5 separate regions of the Mus musculus genome follow, and all the other regions are linked to region 5. A link is a contact called in public Hi-C, HiChIP or PLAC-seq and Micro-C data. All regions are on one chromosome and are shown on one strand. The core of a region is the stretch at or near the end of the contact, and the rest is flanking DNA. Distances in the headings are between cores, read along the strand shown. Region 1 has its middle 31 kb from the start of Gm14635. Region 2 overlaps Gm52427 (a long non-coding RNA gene). Region 3 has its middle 34 kb from the start of Gm52427. Region 4 has its middle 52 kb from the start of Gm14635. Region 5 holds the start of Bcor (BCL6 interacting corepressor).

Evidence for each region. A called contact is a pair of places that touch in the nucleus more often than the background predicts. HiChIP or PLAC-seq counts read pairs in DNA pulled down with a chosen protein or histone mark.
Region 1: a contact with region 5 is called in a Hi-C map of the C2C12 cell line, with 3 times the contacts expected there. The contact joins the enhancer-like site here to the promoter of Bcor in region 5. A contact is called at or near these places in 7 of 484 Hi-C or Micro-C datasets (the AML12 cell line, the C2C12 cell line, the G1E-ER4 cell line and 3 more), 3 of 115 datasets of contacts at active chromatin or transcription factors (large pre-B cells, pancreatic cancer cells and stem cell-derived neural progenitor cells) and 1 of 9 other capture datasets (embryonic stem cells).
Region 2: an H3K4me3 HiChIP or PLAC-seq map of pro-B cells shows a contact between it and region 5, with 3 times the contacts expected there. The contact joins the enhancer-like site here to the promoter of Bcor in region 5. A contact is called at or near these places in 4 of 484 Hi-C or Micro-C datasets (B cells, the C2C12 cell line, muscle stem cells and 1 more), 10 of 115 datasets of contacts at active chromatin or transcription factors (the NIH/3T3 cell line, embryonic forebrain, embryonic hindbrain and 6 more) and 1 of 9 other capture datasets (embryonic stem cells).
Region 3: a Micro-C map of muscle stem cells shows a contact between it and region 5, with 10 times the contacts expected there. The contact joins the enhancer-like site here to the promoter of Bcor in region 5. A contact is called at or near these places in 8 of 484 Hi-C or Micro-C datasets (the C2C12 cell line, cerebral cortex, cochlea and 4 more), 2 of 115 datasets of contacts at active chromatin or transcription factors (embryonic stem cells and large pre-B cells) and 2 of 9 other capture datasets (embryonic stem cells and pancreatic islet).
Region 4: an H3K27ac HiChIP or PLAC-seq map of trophoblast stem cells shows a contact between it and region 5, with 7 read pairs. The contact joins the enhancer-like site here to the promoter of Bcor in region 5. A contact is called at or near these places in 6 of 484 Hi-C or Micro-C datasets (the G1E-ER4 cell line, cerebral cortex, differentiating embryonic stem cells and 1 more), 4 of 115 datasets of contacts at active chromatin or transcription factors (embryonic stem cells, stem cell-derived neural progenitor cells and trophoblast stem cells) and 3 of 9 other capture datasets (adipose tissue, embryonic stem cells and pancreatic islet).

The regions. Positions count from the first base shown.
Region 1 is chrX:12,322,589-12,325,288 of GRCm38.p6, forward strand. No RefSeq gene overlaps it. Among named protein-coding and RNA genes, the nearest start is that of Gm14635, 31 kb to the right of the region's middle. Within about 2 kb of position 1,448, at least 16 of the 459 cell types and tissues checked have an H3K27ac peak or open chromatin away from gene starts, as enhancers often do. A contact at or near this core is called in the AML12 cell line, the C2C12 cell line and pancreatic cancer cells, where this site is marked.
Region 2 is chrX:11,876,834-11,879,604 of GRCm38.p6, forward strand. The region is part of intron 2 of Gm52427 (a long non-coding RNA gene); the gene reads right to left. Among named protein-coding and RNA genes, the nearest start is that of Gm52427, 17 kb to the right of the region's middle. Within about 2 kb of position 1,463, at least 9 of the 459 cell types and tissues checked have an H3K27ac peak or open chromatin away from gene starts, as enhancers often do. A contact at or near this core is called in pro-B cells, where this site is marked.
Region 3 is chrX:11,928,283-11,930,982 of GRCm38.p6, forward strand. No RefSeq gene overlaps it. Among named protein-coding and RNA genes, the nearest start is that of Gm52427, 34 kb to the left of the region's middle. Within about 2 kb of position 1,374, at least 34 of the 459 cell types and tissues checked have an H3K27ac peak or open chromatin away from gene starts, as enhancers often do. A contact at or near this core is called in the C2C12 cell line, embryonic fibroblasts, muscle stem cells and 1 more, where this site is marked.
Region 4 is chrX:12,301,485-12,304,265 of GRCm38.p6, forward strand. No RefSeq gene overlaps it. Among named protein-coding and RNA genes, the nearest start is that of Gm14635, 52 kb to the right of the region's middle. Within about 2 kb of position 1,252, at least 6 of the 459 cell types and tissues checked have an H3K27ac peak or open chromatin away from gene starts, as enhancers often do. A contact at or near this core is called in trophoblast stem cells, where this site is marked.
Region 5 is chrX:12,079,279-12,082,053 of GRCm38.p6, forward strand. Bcor (BCL6 interacting corepressor) reads right to left here and starts at 1,275. Exons shown (of 15, transcript NM_029510.3): 1 at 540-1,275.

The DNA of each region.
Region 1 (2,700 bases), core at 198-2,697, 240 kb after region 5:
CTTGGAGAGAGCAAAGGCTGAGGTTATTCACCCCTTAGCTCTTAGCTTTGTTTTGCTCACCAGGTTGCCAGCCAGAGTGGTTTGGGATTGGAGCCAGTTGGAACAGCACTCTGCTGCCCTGCTAACCAATCAAACAGTGACAGAAGTGACAATTTCTCCAACAGAATCTCATCCAAAGCAATTCACTTACCACACTCCCAGGGTCATACTGACACTGGCTCTTATAGCATATCTGGGCCTCCTGAACCCTTAGAGAAGCCCACTTGGGAGACTGTACTATGTGGATAACACAGATGACCCTACTCAATCTATCATCTGCTAGTCTATTTGTAGTGGTCACTGTTAATTGTCAACTTCCCAGACCCTAGAATCACGAGGGAGATGTACTTCCGGATATTCCTGTAGGGAGTTATCTTGATTACATTAATTAAAGTGGCTAAGACCATTCTCTGGATAGGGGATAATATCAACCCAGAATTGAACAGTTCTTTTTTTCTTTTTGTTTTTTCAAGACAGAGTTTCTCTGTGTAATCTTGGCTGTCCAGGAACTTTACTTTGTAGACCAGGCTGGCCTCAAATTCACAGAGATCTGCTTGCCTCTGCCTCCCGAGTGCTGCGATTAAAGGCATACACCACCATCACCTGGCCAACAGTTCTTAAAAGTTTCACAGAATTTGGTTTAGGGAGATGGTACAGAGGGTAAAGGCTTTTGCTGTCAAGCCTGACAACCTGAGTTTGATTCCGGGAACCCGTACATTAGAAAGAGAGAACCCAGTACATGTGAGCTGTGGCACAAGCATACCTCCCCCACCTAAATAAATAAGGAAATGTGATAAAATTTAGAAAAAGTTTCACAGACTGCGGTGATGCAATATTGTAATGAAAATGTCCCTAACATTCTAAGAGACTGGAACTTTTTTCTGGACCTTACAGCCAGAGTTAATAATATACCTTGAGGTCATTTAAAACTCAAGACTGATATCCTACTGTGGACTCAGCCTGTTTGTTTAACCTACTTTTAAGAGAACAATGTAACAGCCAACCTTATTTGCCTTGAATTTCCCATTAGCTTTTACAACCTAGCTTATGCTTAACTGTACTCTTAAATTATGCACTCTTTCATGCCCCTGACACAAAATTATGCATTTGTATCATTTGCGAAAGCGGCAAACACAGAGGTTGAAAGCAATCTTATAAAATTAATATCCACCATAACTGTTGAACTCAACATACGGATATTGCTTGATAAACAATGATGTTTGTTATGAGTCAACTGGGGTCAGTTGGAGCCAGTGACTTAATCCCTTGTGAAACTGTTAAAGATTTCTGTAAAGTGTCCCTCACTCTGCCCCCATATGATGGTTTCTGCGCTGTTCTATAAGAGACAGAGCAGAGCCTTTCATTAGGGACACACCCGGACATGCAGACACTGGGACAGAGTCACAGGACATTCTTCGGGCAGGCACGAACTCTGACTCATACAGTAGGAAGCAAAAGGATGGCAGACACAGGGAGGTAAAAGTAGAGAATTCAAATGTGGACTTGCTCCTGGTTAAATGACACCAAGGGGAAGTGTTTTGATTTCTTTCTTTAATGTGACACCGATGCATTACTGTTGACTCAGACTTTATTATTAATGTGTTCAAATGGACCAAAATAGACCTCACCTGAAGCTCCTGGAGAGGGGATGTCTTTAATCTCTTTGTATTTGCTGCCTTTGAAAGGATCATCTTGATCAAACATTAACGTTATAGATTACAAGGACTTGATTGTAATTTTGCCTTCCAATTTAAACGGTCTTTTCCCCATTTAATGATTTTATTTCATTTAATGATTTTTGTTTGTAGTTATGTCTTTCTCTTTCTGTATTTTATTCAGCTCTCTCTTATTCTTGGTTAGCCTTGCCATGGGTCTGGGAATAATTCCTACAGGTTTTTGTTGCTTCTTCATTTCATGCTATTCTGCCAGGGCCCAGCCAAAAGATGGCTCTCTCATCCAAATGCCAGCTGAGCATGCAAGCTGAGGGTCAGCTCCAGTGTCAGTGACCAATAGTTGGCGACCAGTAGCCAATATAGTCAGTCAACTTACCAACCTGTTACCTTGGCTATCGTACATATATCTGGGACAAGTTCACAGGACCATAAAAATAGACTTTTATTATTATTCTTTTAAATCATATTTATTTAGGTTGAGGGGGGCATGCCATGGCCCATGTGTGGAGGTCAGACTTTTGGATGGTTCTGTCTTTCTAGTATGTGGGCCCTCAGATATTAAACTCAGGCCATTGAACTTAATATAAGTGCTGCTGAACTTACCAGGACCTAGGAATAGATTCCTTTTGCTTGTTTGATTGGTTTGTTCTGTATTTATTTATTTTTATTTTTATTTTTTGTTTTGTTTTGTTTTTTGAGACAGGGTTTCTCTGTGTAACAACCCTAGCTGTCCTGGAACTCACTCTGTAGACCAGGATGGCACCGAACTCACAGATATCCGCCTGCCTCTGCCTCCCAAGTGCTGGGACTAAAGGCGTGCACCACCATGCCTAGTCTAAGAATAGATTCTTAATATTAGAATGAGAATACTATTGACACATGCCAGGACTCAATATCCTCACTGTTTGCACTGTCTGTAGGTAGGATCAGAGGTCCTGGTCATCTCAAATGCGTAGGTTTCTGGTAGGTAATTTATAGAATGGGTACT
Region 2 (2,771 bases), core at 213-2,712, 200 kb before region 5:
TTCAGTAGCTGCTTGCTTGCCAGAGCTTGGTGACATCACAGAAACCCATCGGCACTTGGCTCTAGACATTTCCTGAGAAATGGGATCCTGTCCTAGCAGAGCGGCACGCTGACATTTGAAGAGCTGAGAAATACATCCCAGTTTAAAGCAACGCATAGACTCTCGAATCCTTCAGAAATGTCAGTGCCTGGTCAGAAGCAGAGGGGTAACCTGTTGTCATTCGTTGGAGACAGGACAACCCAGTGGGGTGGGAAGGGGCAGGCACTTGTCCTTTTACACACAAACAATATTTTTTTCCAAAATGATTCCACAAAACAGAAAACAGGCCAGGAGTAGTGGCACTTAAGAAACAGAGACAGGAGGATCACTGCAAGTTCAAGGCAAGCCAGGTCCACATAGGGAAACCCTCTTAAAAGACCAAACAAAAGAAAAGCAGGTTAGAACGTAAGACTTATGTTAGGAGTGGCACATGCCTACAAGCCCAGCACTTAGGAGACAGAGGCTGGAGGATCACTGTTTCACTTTTGATTTATTAATTTCCATTGATTTAAATTTTGTATTTATTTACTGGTGTGATGGAATTCAAACCCAGGACCTCAAATGTAATGGTCAAGTTCTCTATAGAGAACTCTAGAGAGATTTCCGGAGGCCACAGAAGTCGCTGTTTGTATTTTCTCCGAGTTTATTTAGTGAGCACACCCATGAAGCTGTTTAATGTTAATTTTTATATCTGTGTTATTGTAGGAGTCTGAGACTTACTTTATGCATATAATGAAAAATGTCCCCTCTATCTCTATCTGGAGCCCCTACCCATGCTCATTTGTATAGTTACTGTATGCAAGCAGTAATGGATAGAAATGCACAGTTTCTTTCTCTGTGTGTTTGTGATATATACCTATGTCTGTGCACATGTATGTAGATGCATGCACTCCTACATGGAAGCTACAAGAAGACAGTGAGTGTCCTGCTCTATAACTCTCCAACTTCTTCCCTTGAAACCAGGTATCTCATTGAACTTGACACTCTGTGTTTCTGACAGGGCAGATAGCCTGTGCACTCTGGGATCTACCTGCCTCAGCCCCTACAGCACTGAAATCGCAGGCATGCACAGCCATGGCAGGCTTTTTTTAATGCAAGACTTGGGGATTTGAACTCAGGTTCTCATGCTCACATGGCAAGAAGCACTTTTACCCATTGAACCCTCTCCTCAGCTCCATAGAGTCCTACATATCTTCACAGTTTGCCTACTACACACACACACACACACACACACACACACACACACACACACTCTTATGCACTTACTTGTTCGGGGATTTTTTTGTTGAATTGTCTACCTTCAGGACTTCTCCAACCAGACACAGCGCTTCTTCATTTTTTTTTCCAGCCACAGATGTTTCTAGAGTGTAGACATGGTTCATTTAGCCCGCCTCTTCCTGATGGCTGTCTCAGTTGGTTCTGTCACCAGCCGTGCTGCAGTAAGTAACCACATGCCTTTGTTTCACTCACGCAGCGGATTGATCATGCCTACGGCACCGAGTCTTTTCCTCTTGCCCTTTGACCTTTACTCAGTCTGCTCCTCTCACTAAAGATGCCAGTATGTTTCCTTGCCCCTTCACCACATGACTTGTTTAGCAAATGATGTAAACAGCTGCTTTTAAAAGTACTTTATGTACTTTTCTTCTTTGTGTGTCTCCAAATGCATAAGGCAAACCTGGGCTGGCTGGGTACACGGGGTATGGAACAGAGCCTCATTTCCCAGCCCATCTGTCTGCTGACCACAGATCCACCAGGGGAACCTAGACAAAATGAGGCTAGTCTAACGCAAACCAATAGGACCACTCAACAAACCAAGAAGTAATAACAGTGCCTGGCATGGTGGTACATGCCTTTAGTCCCAGAACTTTGGAAGCAAAAGGTAGATATCTGAGTTTAAGACCAACCTGCTCTACATTGTGAGTTCCAGGACAACCAATGATTACAAGGGCTTAGAGTACATGATGGTGCAACAAAGGCCTGATACATCTCAAAGGGCAAGCCGGAGATAAAGAGCACACTAGGAATCCTGTGAGTCTTTTGAAACCTCAAAACCCACCCCCAGGGCTGGTGAGATGGCTCAGTGGGTAAGAGCACCCGACTGCTCTTCCGAAGGTCCAGAGTTCAAATCCCAGCAACCACATGGTGGCTCACAACCATCTGTAACAAGATCTGATGCCCTCTTCTGGAGTGTCTGAAGACAACTACAGTGTACTTACATATAATAAATAAATAAATCTTTAAAAAAAAAAAAAAAACCATCCCCAGTGACACACCTTCTCCAACAAGGCCACACCTCCTAATCCTTCCCAAACAGCTCCACAAACTGAGGACCAAATACTCAAACGCATGAGCCTGTAGGGACCATTCTCATTCAAACCTACACAGTTGGTTTTGTAGCAATAGCTGCCTGTAGCATGGCATAACACATGCAAGGGGCATCAACTCCCAGTAGAGGAATCACTATATCAAGGAGTATGCACATTTGAAAATTTGACAGATACTACCAGGTTCAGAGATTTTTTTTTTTAACTTTAAAAAAATTTTAGATGTGTGAATGTTTTGCTTGTACACCACTTAAATGTGCCAGTCTAGGGAACTAAGTGAGACTCTGTCTCAAAATAAGAAGGGAAAAAGTATGTTAGGATGGAGTTCGGTGGTTGAGTGCTTTGTAGAGTCATGGCCAGCATAAAGCAACTTTGACCATGGACTAAAAATAAGATGATCATCCCATA
Region 3 (2,700 bases), core at 124-2,623, 150 kb before region 5:
TATTCCGTATCTGTCTATGTTATTTTTTCAATCATCTTACAGTATTTCATGACCTGGATACGCCTTGTTTATTTAACCCCCCCCCCCTTCTGTTGAGCATGAAGACTGTTCCCAGTTTGAGGGCATAAAGTGATGGCAGGAAACCCTGAGTGCTGGGGCAGGTCTACCTTAACAGTAGAAATCTGGGCTATCGGCTCAAAGCACATTTAAATGCGTATAAATATGGCCGAATTGTTCTCCAAAGACGCTGTTCCAATTCACATCGCCACTGTCTGTCCCTTTCTGCCTCCTCCAATACTTTTCTTCTGCAAACGTAAGGGAAATCAGCATCACGTTACTGCCCCGTTTATACTTAGCTCTGCTTATGGGTGAGGTGGGCATCTTTTAAGAAAACGCCAGTGATCCATGCCACCCTCTCAACTAATTGTCTACTAAGAGATTTCAAAACGGCTTTTGTTCATTCTTCAAGATGTTTCTTATTAGGTCTGCATTGTATGTGTGTGCGTGCATGTGTGTGGCAATGGTGTTCCTCCCGTGCGGGTGCATGTGGAGGCCAGAAGTTGGCATCAGGTGTCTGCCTTTAATGCCTTCCAGCTAAATTTTTCAGACATGGTCTCTCACAGACCCCGATACTCACCAATTGGTTATACTAGCTGGCTGAGAAGGCCTCTGGACCCATCTGTGCCCATGTCTCTCGCGTCTCTCCCCCAGCCCCGTGGTTACAGGCACATATCACCACGCCAGCTTTTGCATGGATGCTGGGCATCTGACCTTGGGTCCGCATGCTTGCAAAGCAAGCACTTTTACCCAGGGAACCATCTCCTCATCTCCTCAGGCTTTGTCTTGCTTTTTTTTTTTTTTTTAATTCAACTGGTATTTATTTTGGTATGGGGTGTGAGATTCGGTCCTAAGGCTAACTTGGCATTGCTTATAAATGATGTTATTTTTAAACATTTAAGGTGAAAGAAAGGTTTACACATAGACACCAAGAGCAGCTGTGTGTATATAAACACAAACAGCTTAGTCAGTCTGGAGAGCAAGGGGCAGACTAAGAGGCCCATGCCCCCCATTCAGAGTTGTACCCCTGCAGGCTGAGAAGGGTGCTCTGCCTGCCTTCCCACACAGGTTCCTGCTGTCTGCCCTGCAGGAGGATTCAGGCAATCAGGGGTTGGCTCTGGCTGCTCACTGGCCTAGAGAACTCTGCAGTTAGACCTGAGCTGGCAAGGGGAACCTGTCCCTCTGCCCAGCCCAGCAATGCAGGCTTCAGACTGTGAAGCCAGGCTGACCAAGACACCAAAGAATGCAGACTGCCCTGCAAAACACTGCGGCAAGCTGTCCCCACATCACCGTCCTGGATGCTTAATGTAATTACACCAGAGCGAGCAACTTCCGGCCTGACTCAGGATGGAGGCATCCTAATAAGGCCAGGCCCTGGGGAAGCCGAAGAGTGACAGAGGCAGCCGTCATCCTAGAGAAATCACTTGCTTCCTGATCCTCAGGCCCCCTCTTTTGCTACCCAAAGCATGTGAGGAACCCAGGGGAGATTAAAAAAAAAAAAAATTCTGAAACCTTGGGAGCATGTGGGATTCTGGCCAGCCTGTGTGCCTGTATCGTGGCCGTTGACCTGGCCTTCAAAAGCTCCAGTGTGAGGAGCCACTTCACGTACCCCAATGCATCAGACTCCTGGGAACGCCAAGGCCTTCCCTGGGAATAGGGAAGCCTTCCTGATAGTGTCTGCAGAAAGTACCAAACTCCTCCCAGATGACCGTGGCCTGAGACTTACCGGTACAGAAACCCCCTCTAGCTAACCCTTGCCTCTGTTTTCCTGCTTTGTATAAGAAATGGCCAGGTTTCCAGGTTGCTACTGGTACATCTCTGTCAGAAAGCAGATATGAGGCAGCCTCAGCTTTTCTATGTCTGTGTCATTTCCTCCATTCCTGTAGTCCCCGCCAGCTTCATCCTGCAGATGATGACACCCGAGGCTGGTGGGTTTGAGCTTGAAGAGGTTGGGAGTCAGAGCCGGGAGCATCACTGTGAATTAGAGGCCAACCTCATCTACATAGTAAGACCCTGTCACAAAAATAAAAGTTGGAGAAGGAAGAAGCCACACAGCCTACCATAGTCCATGAAGCAGGTATGTCCAGTCTTTTGCCATTGTGACAGGATTTTGTCATATACAAAGTTTATGCTCACAAGCCATGGATGGAGCTAAAAACAGAAAAGAAAACCTCATGTTGTAGGTTTGCAATTTTGTGTGGGGCCCATTCTTAGCTAGCCTCCATCCCAGGCGGCAACACTTGGCCTGAGGGCCAGAGGTCAGACACGCCTGAGCCGGCCATCTCCTCTGCTCACAAGCCTCCCCTCCCCCAAGGCCCAGGGTTGATGATTCTACACAAACCAATCACAACCTTCTTGGAAAACAGCCTGAAGATTCTGGGAGTTTATTCTAGCGCCTTCATCAACTCTGACGATACTGCAAAGAATCAAGCAACTTTGGCTGCCCCAGCTCATGAGGTTTCTTATTATGGAAACTAAGCAGTCACACAAGACAGCCAGAATAAAAGCTGCAGAGGCACTGTGGGTGACAGCAGAGGAAACCAGGAAAGGACACAGACTGAGGGTCCTTGTTCAGAGCTTTGAGAACCAGAGTTTCATATATGGGATTTGTTAGGGTTTGCATGTGTGTAATGAGATATCTTG
Region 4 (2,781 bases), core at 2-2,501, 220 kb after region 5:
CATTGGCCACCCAAGGGCATTCTAGCTTACTCTGTAAGCTAGCCAGAGATTATTTCTTGGACAAATTCATGAGAGGCAGAATTCAAAGGAGGAAAGCTTTATTTGGGTTTCAGAAATTTTAGTCCATGGTGCCCTGGCTGCTGTTGTTGGGCTGTGGAGCATCAGAATATTATGGCAGGGACAGGTAAAGTCAGTGCTGTTCACCTCGGGGTGACTAGGAAGTAGACAGAGGAATAAGAAGAGGTCAGGGCTGAGACATACCCACTTTCTCCAACTCTGGGACTATCCTCATCGACACACCCAGAAGTGTTCTTTACGCGTCTCCTAAGTGTCTCTCGGTGCCACAGGCTGACAAGAATGTGCACTGGGTTGTCAGTTCCATTGGGATATCAAGCAATGAATTCTTTTTGGTGTAAATATATTGTGTACATTAAATAATTAAGTGAAGCCGGCGAGGTGGCGCACGCCTTTAATCCCAGCACTCGGGGGCAGGGGGTGGGGGGGAGGCAGAGGCAGCCGGATTTCTGAGTTCGAGGCCAGTCTGGTCTACAAAGTGAGTTCCAGGACAACCAGGGCTATACAGAGAAACCCTGTCTCAAAAAAAAATTAGAAAGAAAGAAAGAAAGAAAGAAAGAAAGAAAGAAAGAAAGAAAGAAAGAAAGAAAGAGAAAAACCAGGGATCCCCTTAGCTTCTGCCGCCTGGGATTTAAAACCAAATTCAGGGGTTTTCTAGTATTGAGGTTCAGTTTCTCTGTGTCCCACCTCCTCCTATCACCAAAGGAAAGGGTCACACAGACCCCTTTTACTCTTGATGTCCTTAGGCTTCTCTGCTCTGACAGCTCAGTGACAGCCTGCACCTGTGACCTGTTTCAGGGGCCTGCCCTTAGGTGACTGGAGCCACTTAGCCACACCTGGGAATTCACATGGCCTGTAGCCAGTGACTCATTCTTTAGGCAGGAGCACACAAGCCCAGCTCCCTAGGCTGGGGTCAGAAAGAGCACTCAAGTGCCATTTCTACTCCGGCACCTCTGTGAGGTCAGGCCAGGGCTTCACTAAGCCTGAGTCCTTGCCTTTTCCCGCTCCTGGTCTCTCCCGGAAGTAGAGACCTCCCCTCCGGCACACAAATCCTACTCAATGGTTTAAGACAAGGGAAACCCTAGAAAATATAAATAGGAAGTGACCGGGCACTCTGGAAGACATCTGTTGTCATTGCATACCCTTCTATGAGGAAGAGGGTTGAAGGGACTTAACTTGTAAAAGTCCTTCCGTTTGGATTAGGTCACACCCAGTTTTACCAGCAAATCTTGAGCTGTGACAATTTGTGCTGAGTTGGACATTTGATATTTTTATCTATATTTCCTCCAAGCTGTCTGTTTTCTTAAGGAATGTAGTTAGATTGGGCCAGGAAAATAGTTGAAATTTAGAGCGTCAAATATTAATAGATTCAGGGCTAGAGAGATGGCTCAGCGGTTAAGAGCACTGGCTGCTCTTCCAGAGGTCCTGTGTTCAGTTCCCAGCAACCACATGGTAGCTCACAACCATCTGTAATGGGATCTGATGTCCTCTTCCGGTATGTCTGAAGACAGCAACAGCGTACTCATATACATAAATAAATAAATAAATAAATCTTTTAAAAAATATTAAGAGATTCAAGGACTAGGGTGGAGCTGGCTGGTAGTACATGTGTTTGAAGCCCTAGGTCCCATCATAAGCATGGAAAGAAATTAAAAGAAAAGCAGGGTGGTAGTGATTCACATGCCTTTAATCCCAGCACTTGGGAGGCAGAGGCAGGTAGATTTCTGAGTTTGAGGCCAGCCTGGTCTACAGAGTGAGTTTCAGGACAGCAAGGACTACACAGAGAAACCCTGTCTTAAAAACTAGAACAAAGAAAGGAAGGAAGGAAGGAAGGAAGGAAGGAAGGAAGGAAAAAGAGATTTATTTATTTTAAAATTATCACATTTAGCTGTGTGTGGTGGTACAAACTTTTAATCCTAGCCCTTAAGGCAGACACAAGCAAATCTCTGAATTTAAGGCCAGCCTGATTTCCTTAGTGAGTTGCGGGCCAGAGATACACAATGAGACCATATCTCAAAATACATTATTGCATTTAATGTACTTACTCTGTGTGCACGTATGTGTCTCTCTATGTAGTACTGGCTAACCTGGACCTCACGATCTAGACCATGCAGGTCTAGAATTTACAGAGAATCCCTTCCTTGATCCTAAAGGCCAGTTCAGGTTCTGTTTGAGCTCTGTTGCTATGGCAAAATAAGCGAGCCAAAAGCAATGGGGGAACCAAGGGTTTATTTGGCTTATACTTCCAGGTCACATCCACTGTTGAGACAAGTCAGGACAAGGGCTTAAGGCAGGAACCCTGTAGTAATGCTGCTTGCTGACACACTCTCGTTGCTTGGTTAACTTTCTATTTATTTCTTTTTTATTATTTTCGTATGTAAATATATTTATATGGAAGCGAGGAAGCGTGTGCATGTGAGTCCAAAGCACTTGCGGCTCCTGCAGAGAATCTAGTTTGGTTTCCAGCGCTCACAGGACAACTTACAACTCCCTGTAACTCCAGTTCCATGGGACCCCTTGCACTCTTCTGGCCTCTGCGGGCCCTGTGGTGTGTGTGGTGTACATACATGCATGGCATGCATACACTTGGACACAAAGACTTTTTAAAAAATTAATATTCCTTTTAATTTCTGAACTATAGTTCTGTGTCGACTTTTTGGCAGAGATGTTCTTTTGCTGTTTTTAGCATTTTAAAGATGTTTTGTT
Region 5 (2,775 bases), core at 25-2,524:
CGCTCAAGCCGGCGTTCCACTCGGAGGCACCGCCGGGCCCCAGGAGAGGCCAGACGAAGCGGCGGCGGCTGGGGGTTTTTACAGTTCTTTTCCGAGTCGAAAAAGAAAGCAGACGGGAACCCGCCGCCCTCCCCTTCCTGCTAGCGAGGTAACGCCGAGACGAGGTTCCCAGCTTCCAGCCCAGCACCCCCCCCCCCGCCTGACTCCCGACGCTCGGCGACGACCGCGCTCCCGCGCAGACACACAGAGGCTGCAAACTTCCACTCGTTCAACTCCCGATCCTCCCAACCCCTCGGGAGGCGGCAGGTCCTCCGTCGAGTCCCTCCCTCCCTGGTGCCCATGCGGGGGCCGCTTAGGTTGGCTGCATTTTTAATAACTTGCAGCTCTGATGTAAAACCGAAAGCGAGCAAGGTAGCTAAGCCTCCCAACGGGGGTCTACCGAAGTCGGAGGAGAAACCCTCGGAGGGAGGAGGTCGGCTGCAGTCCCCGGCGCGCCAGCCCGCCCGCGGCCCCCGGGGAAAGGTGTTCCGGGCACTGACCTGAAATCCCCAGTCGGGAAGTAGGCAGGGAGCCCTGCGATCCGGCGCTTTGAAGTTTTCCCCGGAGCGGAGTCCAGGCGGCGAGGAAGATCCGGGGGCGGCTGGCTGGGTGAATGTGTGCGGGGTCGGGAGAGGGCGGCTACGTGAAGGAGCCCGGCCGGGAAAGCGCAGCGAGCAGCAAAGTTTGGCTTCCTCTGGTGCCCGCAGTCCACTCCCAGCGCCGCGCTCGCTCGCCGCCGACTGCAGCCGCTCTGCTGCCCTCGGGGTCGGCCCGGCGGAGGGGTGGGCTCTGGGCCGCGTGGGGGTGGGGCGGGGCGGGGCGGGCTGCGAGCTTCAGGGCAGGTGGCGACGGCCCCGCGCGATCCTCTCCTCCCGCAGCTGGCCCGAGCTCTGTCACCCTCAGCAGCTCCCGCGCCGCCGCTGCCGCCCGCGCTCGGGCAAGAGCCCCAGCGCCATGTTGACGGTTCGCCGAGAGCGCCCGCTCGGGCTGGGTGTGTGTGTGAGTGTGTGTGAGCGAGTGTGTTGGCCAAGTCGTCCCTCCGCGGCGACAGCGCGGCTCGGGCTCTCCGCCCGGCGGCTCGCGTGCTCCCCCTCCGCCACCGCCGCCCGCCTCGCTCCCGCTCTCGGTCGTGCTCTGGGTTCCGGCGCGTCTCCCCCTCGGCCGAAGAGCTCGGTCGCCGTTCGGCCCGGAGCGCAGCTCTGCCTCACCTTGCCGCTGGGAGCTCAGGCTCCGTCTGCTGCCGCACGCCGCGATCCCAACGCGTCCCCCCTCCCAGGTTCCCTCCTCTTCCTCCTCCCCCTCCCTCCGCCCGCCCTCCCTCCCTCCCTCCCAACAGCCGCCTCCCCTCCCCCCTCAGGCGCAGCGCTCGAGCGACAGCCGCCCGCCCGCCCGCCGCCGCCGCCGCCTCCAGCTCTCGCAAGTTTGAGATCCCCAGTCTCCGCTCACCCTCCGCTGCGGCGCCTCCGCGGTGGGGTTTCGGGAGGGGGTGATTCCCCAGGAAAGGTTCGCCCGACTTTCCCCGGCCCTCACGGATTCCCAGCCGGGTGCATTGGGGCCTCGCCACATCTGAACCCCAAACCACCTGGGTGGCGGGTCGTGTCCTCGTACCCCCCCCCCAACTCTACCGCCCTCTGTCCTCTCCGTCCCAGCTCCGGCCGAGTTAGCATTCACGCCCAGCCAGGGCTCACGTCCTAGGGTATTGGAGACCGACTCCGCAGCGGCGACGGCTAGGTCGGCCAACAAATCCCCAGCCCCAAGAATGGGGGGCGGCGGGGCGGCGGGGCGGCGGGGGAGGCTTTCCCTGCCGCGCGCCGAGACTCCCCTTGCTACCCAGAAGGCCAGTGGAGGACCGCAATTACCATAAAGCGCCTCGCACTCCTCTCAGCCAAAGCTGTCAAACCCCAGCGGCAGGCGCCACTGCCTCCTCTCGCCACCAGCGCTGCGCTCTCCCGGCCTAGCGTCCCCTCCGAGAGCCAGCCCAGCAGAGCCTGAGTGCGCGTGGGCGTCCACCCCCACCGCACCTCGCCCCTTCTTCCCAGAGGAGCTACTTCCCCTTAAGGCGCTAAGAGCTACGTGAAAACACCACCACCCGCAACAGTGGCAGTTCCGCGCCCTTGCTCCCCGGACATTTCAATTGTGTGGGAATTGTGTTGAGGTGGGGGGCTGCTCTTGGGGACACAAGGGGGTGGGAGGACCATAAAGGGACCTGGGATGAGCCTGAGTTTCTCCCAGTTCTTAAGCATTTCACAGTCCGGACCTCCGATGGCTGGAAGGTCTGCCCTCGTCTCTCACCTCGGCCTCGTGAGAGTATCTCCCGCGTTTTATTTTACTTGGCCGGGAACAACTTTTGGCTTCACCGTTCAGCCCATAAATTTTCACTCGGTAACGTCGTGCAGATCAAGGCTCGGCGGCAGTGTACAGCCTGCGCCCGCAGCAGTTCAATCCAATTGACACGTATCGAGCTTCTCCTACGCACCAGGAGCAGCTCTGGGCGCCAGGGGGGGATGGGGGGCGGGGAAGGGCAGGCAAGCGAAAGGGGGAAGCCGAGAAGCGAGGTTCAGGCCTCCCCGGAATGCAGAGCCTCAAGGACGAACACCGCTCCAGTTTGAAAAGCTGGCGGGAAGGGAAGTCAAGGCACACAGGCTGGGAGCCCTGACACCGAGGCCAAAAGGTTACCCCATTCGGTGCTTCTACGGGGTCTTTCGATTCTGGGACGGGCTGGAGTATGTCTTCTGC